Linked DNA regions of Mus musculus: region 1 is linked to region 2. A link is a contact called in public promoter capture Hi-C data. All regions are on one chromosome and are shown on one strand. Each heading gives the region's core, a stretch centred on a gene start, on an enhancer-like site or on the middle of the called end of the contact. The rest is flanking DNA. Distances are from core to core; before and after follow the strand shown. Region 1 holds the start of Cep85l (centrosomal protein 85-like). Region 2 overlaps Gopc (golgi associated PDZ and coiled-coil motif containing).

Evidence for each region. Promoter capture Hi-C pulls out the DNA fragments that hold promoters and counts their contacts.
Region 1: a promoter capture Hi-C map of liver shows a contact between it and region 2, with 3 times the contacts expected there. The contact joins the promoter of Cep85l here to the enhancer-like site in region 2. A contact is called at or near these places in 3 of 39 promoter capture datasets (hippocampal neurons, liver and pre-B cells), 1 of 115 datasets of contacts at active chromatin or transcription factors (astrocytes) and 2 of 9 other capture datasets (adipose tissue and liver).

The regions. Positions count from the first base shown.
Region 1 is chr10:53,378,386-53,381,800 of GRCm38.p6, reverse strand. Cep85l (centrosomal protein 85-like) reads left to right here and starts at 1,918. Exons shown (of 13, transcript NM_001204983.2): 1 at 1,918-2,292. The coding sequence starts at 2,220. Gm46225 (a long non-coding RNA gene) reads left to right here. Exons shown (of 3, transcript XR_001779770.2): 2 at 232-339; 3 at 1,077-1,215.
Region 2 is chr10:52,359,882-52,363,155 of GRCm38.p6, reverse strand. All of the region lies in intron 1 of Gopc (golgi associated PDZ and coiled-coil motif containing), which reads left to right. Among named protein-coding and RNA genes, the nearest start is that of Gopc, 21 kb to the left of the region's middle. Within about 2 kb of position 1,770, at least 8 of the 459 cell types and tissues checked have an H3K27ac peak or open chromatin away from gene starts, as enhancers often do. A contact at or near this core is called in liver, where this site is marked.

The DNA.
Region 1 (3,415 bases), core at 669-3,168, 1.0 Mb before region 2:
CTGTCCAGCACCAATGTCTTTATAAAATAATTTTTTCTTTAAAAATTTCACGCAATGGTTTTTGATTATATTCATCCCCACTCTTCCCCCTAACTCCTACCAGATGTACTCAATAATGTCTTTAACATTTTTTAAAAAAAGAAATTTGTTGGGTATTAATTTCATTTTTAAATATTTACCTATGTCTTCATTTTCCTCCTTCTTTCCTTTATTTTTCCTCTTCTTTCCTAGACAAGGCTTCATTATGTAGTTCAGGCTAGCCTTAAACTCTTCATGTTGTAATCCAGGTTTCAATTGGATTCCTGGTTTATTGGTTTCCATCAAGTGCTGGGATTGCAGGTATGTACTACTATGCTGTGCAAACATTTAATCATTTATATGAAAGTAAAGAATTGCATCTATCTCATTAGCATACAGAGTGTTTTCATCTTTAATGAATGGTAAATTTGTATATGTAATAAATAATTTATTAAAATAAATTTATAATATAAGCAAACATTTGCCTTGAACACCATTTTATTTATCTAGTCATCCAGTGTTGTATAAAAGTTTCTTGGACAAAAGGGGTTATGAGGTTGTGAGTTTTAAATGTTTAAGAATCTCTAAGCGACCGGAACCTTTCTTTCCTTCTTACTCCCTCCCTCCCTTTCTTTCTTTCTTCCTTCCTTCCTTCCTTCCTTCCTTCCTTCCTTCCTTCCTTCCTTCCTCTCTCTCTCTCTCTCTCTCTCTTTCTTTCTTTCTTTCTTTCTTTCTTTCTTTCTTTCTTTCTTTCTTTCTTTCTTTCTCCTTTTTCTTTCTTTCTAGAAAGCACAGAGGAGGCTAAAGCAGGAGAACCAGGAGTTTGAGGGCAGCCTGGGTTACACATCAAGTTTCCAGCGAATTTGGGCTTTTTGTTAAACTACAAATTATGAAAAGATGTATTTGTAGATATAGTATTTTTACTTTCGATATTTTTCTTTGTGGAACTGTTAATGTTTTTTTCCCCATCCTTTTCAACTGTCAATAAATAATTAGATACATTTTAGATCAGATAAAGAGCCATCTCGTTATATTTTCATATTTCTGTCACCTTCTAGCATCAGAATCATTTGACGGTTGACCAACATCTGAAGATTTGGAGAAATATCTGCAGATCTACAGGAAGGAGACTAGATGTATAACCACGGTTTGGTACATTTCAGCAAATGTGGTGAGTTATAGCACACATTTTTAAATGTAAGCCTCACAAGCTTTAAGTAGTATTTTACTTGAGGATACATCAATATTAAGCTTTTGTTAGCAGTTTCCACATTAGGAAAAACATCACTGGACTCAAAGCCTAAGGAACTTATCGTCTGGGTTACTTCTGATTGGCATGCTGAGACTGCCTCCTTGTACAGTGGTTGACAGTGTTTAGTTTGTATCTAAATATTCAAATGATTATATTGCCAACAAGAGTAATTGCAAGAGGATGCTGTATTCCTTTGTCTTTTCTCAGGATGTCTGTTCCTAGGAAGGGTGGGAAATAAAGTGGAGCAGATGTGGGAGGCAGGGATGTCCTCTTTTCTATTCCCACCGTGATCCATAACCGGTGCTTGTGGAACGCATGACAACAATTTTAATTCTGATCTCCATTCTGAGTCAGATGGCTAGCCCCACAGCCCCTTGAAGCGGTTGCAGGGACAACTCGCACCTTTTATAACAACTGTGCCCCTAGAAAGCACGTATAGGAAGACAGGGTTTGGGATTAAATTATGGACCCTCTCTCAGCTTGAAGGTAACAGGATGGAGAAGTAGGGAGCGGCTTCAGGATGATCACCCGCATGCTGTTAGCAATAGGTTTTTGGTTCGCCAAGAGTCCCAGGCCCCGCCTTGAGGCCCCGCCCTCTGGGCCCCGCCCCCAGCCCCATCCAGGCCCCGCCTGTCCTGGCCCGGCCCGCTGCCTAAGGTTCTGCCGGGCGGAGGGGGCTGAGAGAAGCCGCAGCTGCAGATTCGCTTTGAGCCCCGGAGCCTGCGATCGCGCCGCCGTCACCGGGGAGCTACTAGCTTCCCCGGCCCGGGCCTCAGCGCAGCCGGCTGGGCCATGGCAGCCGCCGCGCTCCGGGGCCGTCGCTGAACAGCCGTTAAGCCCCCCGCCCGGGTCCGGTCCGCGCTGCCGAGGCCCAGGCTCCGCTCAAGTTTCCGCCCAGAAGCCGAGGCGACCGCGGGCCCCGAGCTCCAGGCTCGCCCGCTCGCCCGCTATGTGGGGCCGTTTCCTGGCCCCGGAGGCTGGCGGCCGGGACAGCCCCAGCGGGGCCCGCAGCTTCCCTGCGGGTAAGGAGGACTGCGGGCGGGTGGGGTGACGGCCGCCAGGGCTTCTCCGGAGTCCGCGCCCTAAGGCCTGCGACCCCCGCGGGGTGACAACTCGGCTCTTCTGGGCCGCTCGGCCGGGCTTTGTTGTCCCTCGTGTGGTGTGCGTGGCTGCCCCACGCGGGACGCGGGCGGGAAGGTCGCTGCAGTGTCGCCCGCAGCCACTGCTCCAGAGAAGCTGCTGAGGACTTGGTCGCCGATTGAGACCCCCGAGGGGGCGGCAGCTCTTAGAAAGCAGGTCGCATGGCTGCCAGGGCTCTCCTGGGTCCCATCAGAGCCCAGCCGCCTTCGAAACGGGGCTCAGGGAAACTGGGGGGTTGCAGCTTTGCGGTGGTGGTTGTAGGGACTGTTAGAATCAGACAACCATTTCATGCCTGCATCACCCAGAAGTTGTGTAGGAGCCACTGAATTATAAATCTTCCCCTAACGTGGAATAGAACAAGAAGAGTTGGCTTGACCATGACAAGTTATCTAATGATGACAGTCTAAAGGGCTCTTTAATCTGAACTGAATCATGAACCCCTTTGAAAAGCTGAAAGATACATAAATTTTTTTCCTTCTCCCCCCCACCCCCCAAGAGAAAAGGGCTACTTATTTGTACGCAGAATTTCTCCTAAAAATTTAGGTATTTTGGGGACCCATGGGTGGTAACCCTGTTCTACAAAGTGTTAGAACTTGACTTGTGTAACTTAGAGGCAGTTGTGTACCTTTTGCAAAACTGTTCGAAAAGAAGCATTTTGTAGGAGTCCTTTTGTGGTATTCTCTGCCTTTTTGAAGATACCATGCAGGCACATTGCTACTGAAATTTTGAACAATGAAATTCTGTGACAGTTTAAATTCTAAACTATCAGTAGTTCTCAACCTCCCTAATGCTGCGAACTTTAAAAGTTCCTCATGTTGTGATGTCCCCAAACCATAAAATTATTTTCATTGCCACTTCATAACTGTAATGTTTGCTATTGTTATGAATTGTAATGGACGTAGTTGAAATGTGACTCTCATGAGGTCATTTGACGTCAAGGGGTCGCGCGACCCAGAGGTTGAAAACCATTGGTTTAGAACTGTAATGTCTGTATGTCTGTCTCTA
Region 2 (3,274 bases), core at 521-3,020:
CTTTTTTAAAAATTATGTGCTCATTAAATAGATACACTTATTTTTGTTAATATGTTATTTGTGCATTGCTCTGATGTAAACTATACTGAATAAAATTGTTATAAAAAGGAGGGGATCACTGGGGCTAGAGCTTAGTGTTAAGAGTGTTTGCCTAACATACACAAGGCCCTGGGTTCTAGCCTCAGCACCACCAACAGTGACAACAACAGAGAATGAGAAGGCCTGAATTAGGAGGCATCTACAGGAAGGAAGGAAAGAAAGAAAGAAACAGTGTCTTGGTTTCTTTTCGGTCTCTTCTGTTTCTTTTCTGTAATAAAATAAGCTGACAGGAGCCACACATAGGGCCACAGCCTGTAATCTCAGCACTGGGGATGTGGGTGGGGGTGGGGAGGCAGGGACAGGTGGAACTCTGTGAATTCAGGACCAGCCTGGTCTTCTTGTGGTTCCAAACCAGCCAGAGCTAAACAAACAGTAGCAGCAAAAAAAAGCCTCCCTGGGTACAGACGCGTGACACAAGCCTGAAGAGCTGACTATGTTCTGTCCCAGAATTCATGTCAAAGTAAAAGAGAGAAACAACTGGACAAAGTTTTCCTCTGACCTCCACATGCCTATACCTTCTGATACTTCTAATAATAAGCAAAATAAAAATTAAAAATTTCTTCTCTGGCAGAAGCAACTTAAGGAAGAAAGGTTCTTGTCTGCATCACAGTTCCATGTTATAGTCTGTCATGTGGCAGTCCTAACAGGAGGAGCTTGAGACAGCTGATCACATTGCATCTGTCAGCAGAGACCCGTAAATGCTTGTGTGCAGTGCTCTGCTCAGTTGCTTTGTTTTATACTCTGTAAGCTCCTCTACCCAGAGAATAGTTCTTCCCACAATTATTGTGGTCCTCCCACATGAATTAACACAATCAAGATCATGCTTGCACGCGTGCGCGCGCACACACACACACACACACACCTCAGGTGATTCTAAATTCTGTCAAGTTAGCAATTAACACTAACCATCACATGGGACAGTATGTTTGTCATTACACAATCTGATTTGATGAACTTGTACAGTATCTTTTTTTTCTTTTCCCTCTCCAACCATCCCTGACAAGTAATTTCCCAAACCCCGGTCCCTGGCTGTCTCTTCTCCATGTACCTCTGTGTTGGGGTATTAATGCGTATCTGCTCCTAGTCCCAGTGCAAGCCTCAGCTTTGTACTTCTTTCTTTGTGGTGCTCTTATAGGACAGTTCTGTGATTTACCCCGAGATCAGCATATTTAAGGCCTGTCTTCTTCTTCCTAAGTAAGCTGTTATCCGAATCTTAACCGTTTGCCTCAGTAGCTTCACTTCAGAAAGGTTTTTGTTTTGTTTTACACTTTATTTTTGAATATATTGCACAGTGTCGCAAGTCTTCCTAATAATGTTTCTGACATTATAAAATCCTTTATTTCCATTTATAAAATTGCCATGGCAGCAGATCGCTGTTGCTGTAAGTTGACTTTCCTTGGAGCTGAGCTAATTCTGTATGAACTACCTACATTTGTTTTTTCTGTGACAGTATAGTTCTCTGGCCTTTCAATTTTTAAACTGAAAGTTAAAGTTAAAATTCTTTTGAGTTGAATAGGAAAGAAGAGTGCAGGCGCTGGCTAGCTGGGCACAGCAAACATAAGGGCCATGTGCAGTTGACAGTGGTGAAGCAATGTCAGCCGTGTAGAAATGGAAAGCTTTGGTGGAATGAATAAGCCCTCCTGGGCGGATTTCTGCTCTAACCGAGAACTTGCAGTCAGCTCTCATGCTTGGGCTCACTGTGATCTCAGCACTTGGCCCTTAGAATAATTGCTACACAGTACAAAGGGTAATTTTCTGACCAAAAAAAAAAAAAAAAAAAAAAAGCCACAGCTTCCTAAGATGAGGTTTGAGCTCCTATATTAATTAGGTCATGCAACTGAATGTGAGGGTCCCAAAATATTGGCGAACAGGAAAAAGGTTTCTGAATGTGCGGCAACCAAAAATTAATTCAAAACCAAGCACATACTGAGTCAGCACCTGCCCTTGTATCACACAGCCTCATGGCGGCCTTGGTTCTGAGTCCACATGCAGTTTACACTGCACACTGTTGCAACACAGTACTCATGACTGAAGCGTGCAGGCTAAGATGCAGGTTATGAATGGTCTGTTCTTACAGATATGGATGGCTTACAGAAAATGAAGACAAGGCTTTCTCAGCATTCGTCAGCATGGAAAGCTCACATTAGATATCCCTGGGTTACACTGTATGGGAATGTTAGAGCTCAAAAATTGCTGTTTTGACTTTCTGACTTTAGTTTCCTTAAAAAAAAAATGTTGAGCCAAGGAGATGGCTCAACAGGTAAAAGCACTTGCTGTAAGCCTCACAACTTGAGTTTAGATCCCTTGAATCAATGTGCATAAGTGGTGTGTGTTTATAGTGTGAGGTGTGAGACAGAGGCAGGAGAATTCCCCAGAAGCTTGAGGGTAGATACCCTGGAGTATGCACTGCAACAGCAAGCAAGAGGCACTATACCTCAAGGTCAAGGTTAGGAGGGCCAACACCCAAGGTTGTCCTCTGCCCTGCACACACAGGTTGCAGCACTCATGCAGACATTTACATGCATACAGATAAGCAGATAAGCATTTTGGAGGCTGGAAAGATGGCTCAATGTTTAAGAGCACTTGCAGCTCTTTCCGATGACCCAGATTCGGTTCCTGGCACCCACGACAGGTAGCTCATAACCATCTGTGATTCCAGCTCCAGGGAATCCAATACTTTCTGGCTTCATCAGGTACTTGCACATACATGACGTGTACACATCTAGACCACACACATAAATGAAGATAAATCTTACAAATAATAGTAATTATTATTAATTTTTGTATTGTTAAATGAATTTTGGCTTGGGATTAGGAAAGAATTTCCAACAACTTCCAAAATAGTCCTAAGCATACTTCTGCATGCAGAGCCTTAGTCTTGGCATTGACAGTTGTCAAATCGAAATATTGATCAATTCTGGAAAATGTTGAAGGTGCTCTACCTAAGGTTTGGACAACCTTGTGACATGTTGTCATCTATGAAGTTAAAAATTGAGAACCGTGTAATCAAGCAGCAAAAAACTACAACAATAAAGACAACCTTATGTTTTAGATAAGTTTATCATTTTGTGTTGAACTGCATGCATAGCTGTCTTCAACCACACGGGGCCCGTGGACTACAAGTTAAGCTTAAGTATATACTACCGGTGTTTTATAGTAACACATCCTCAGTTAA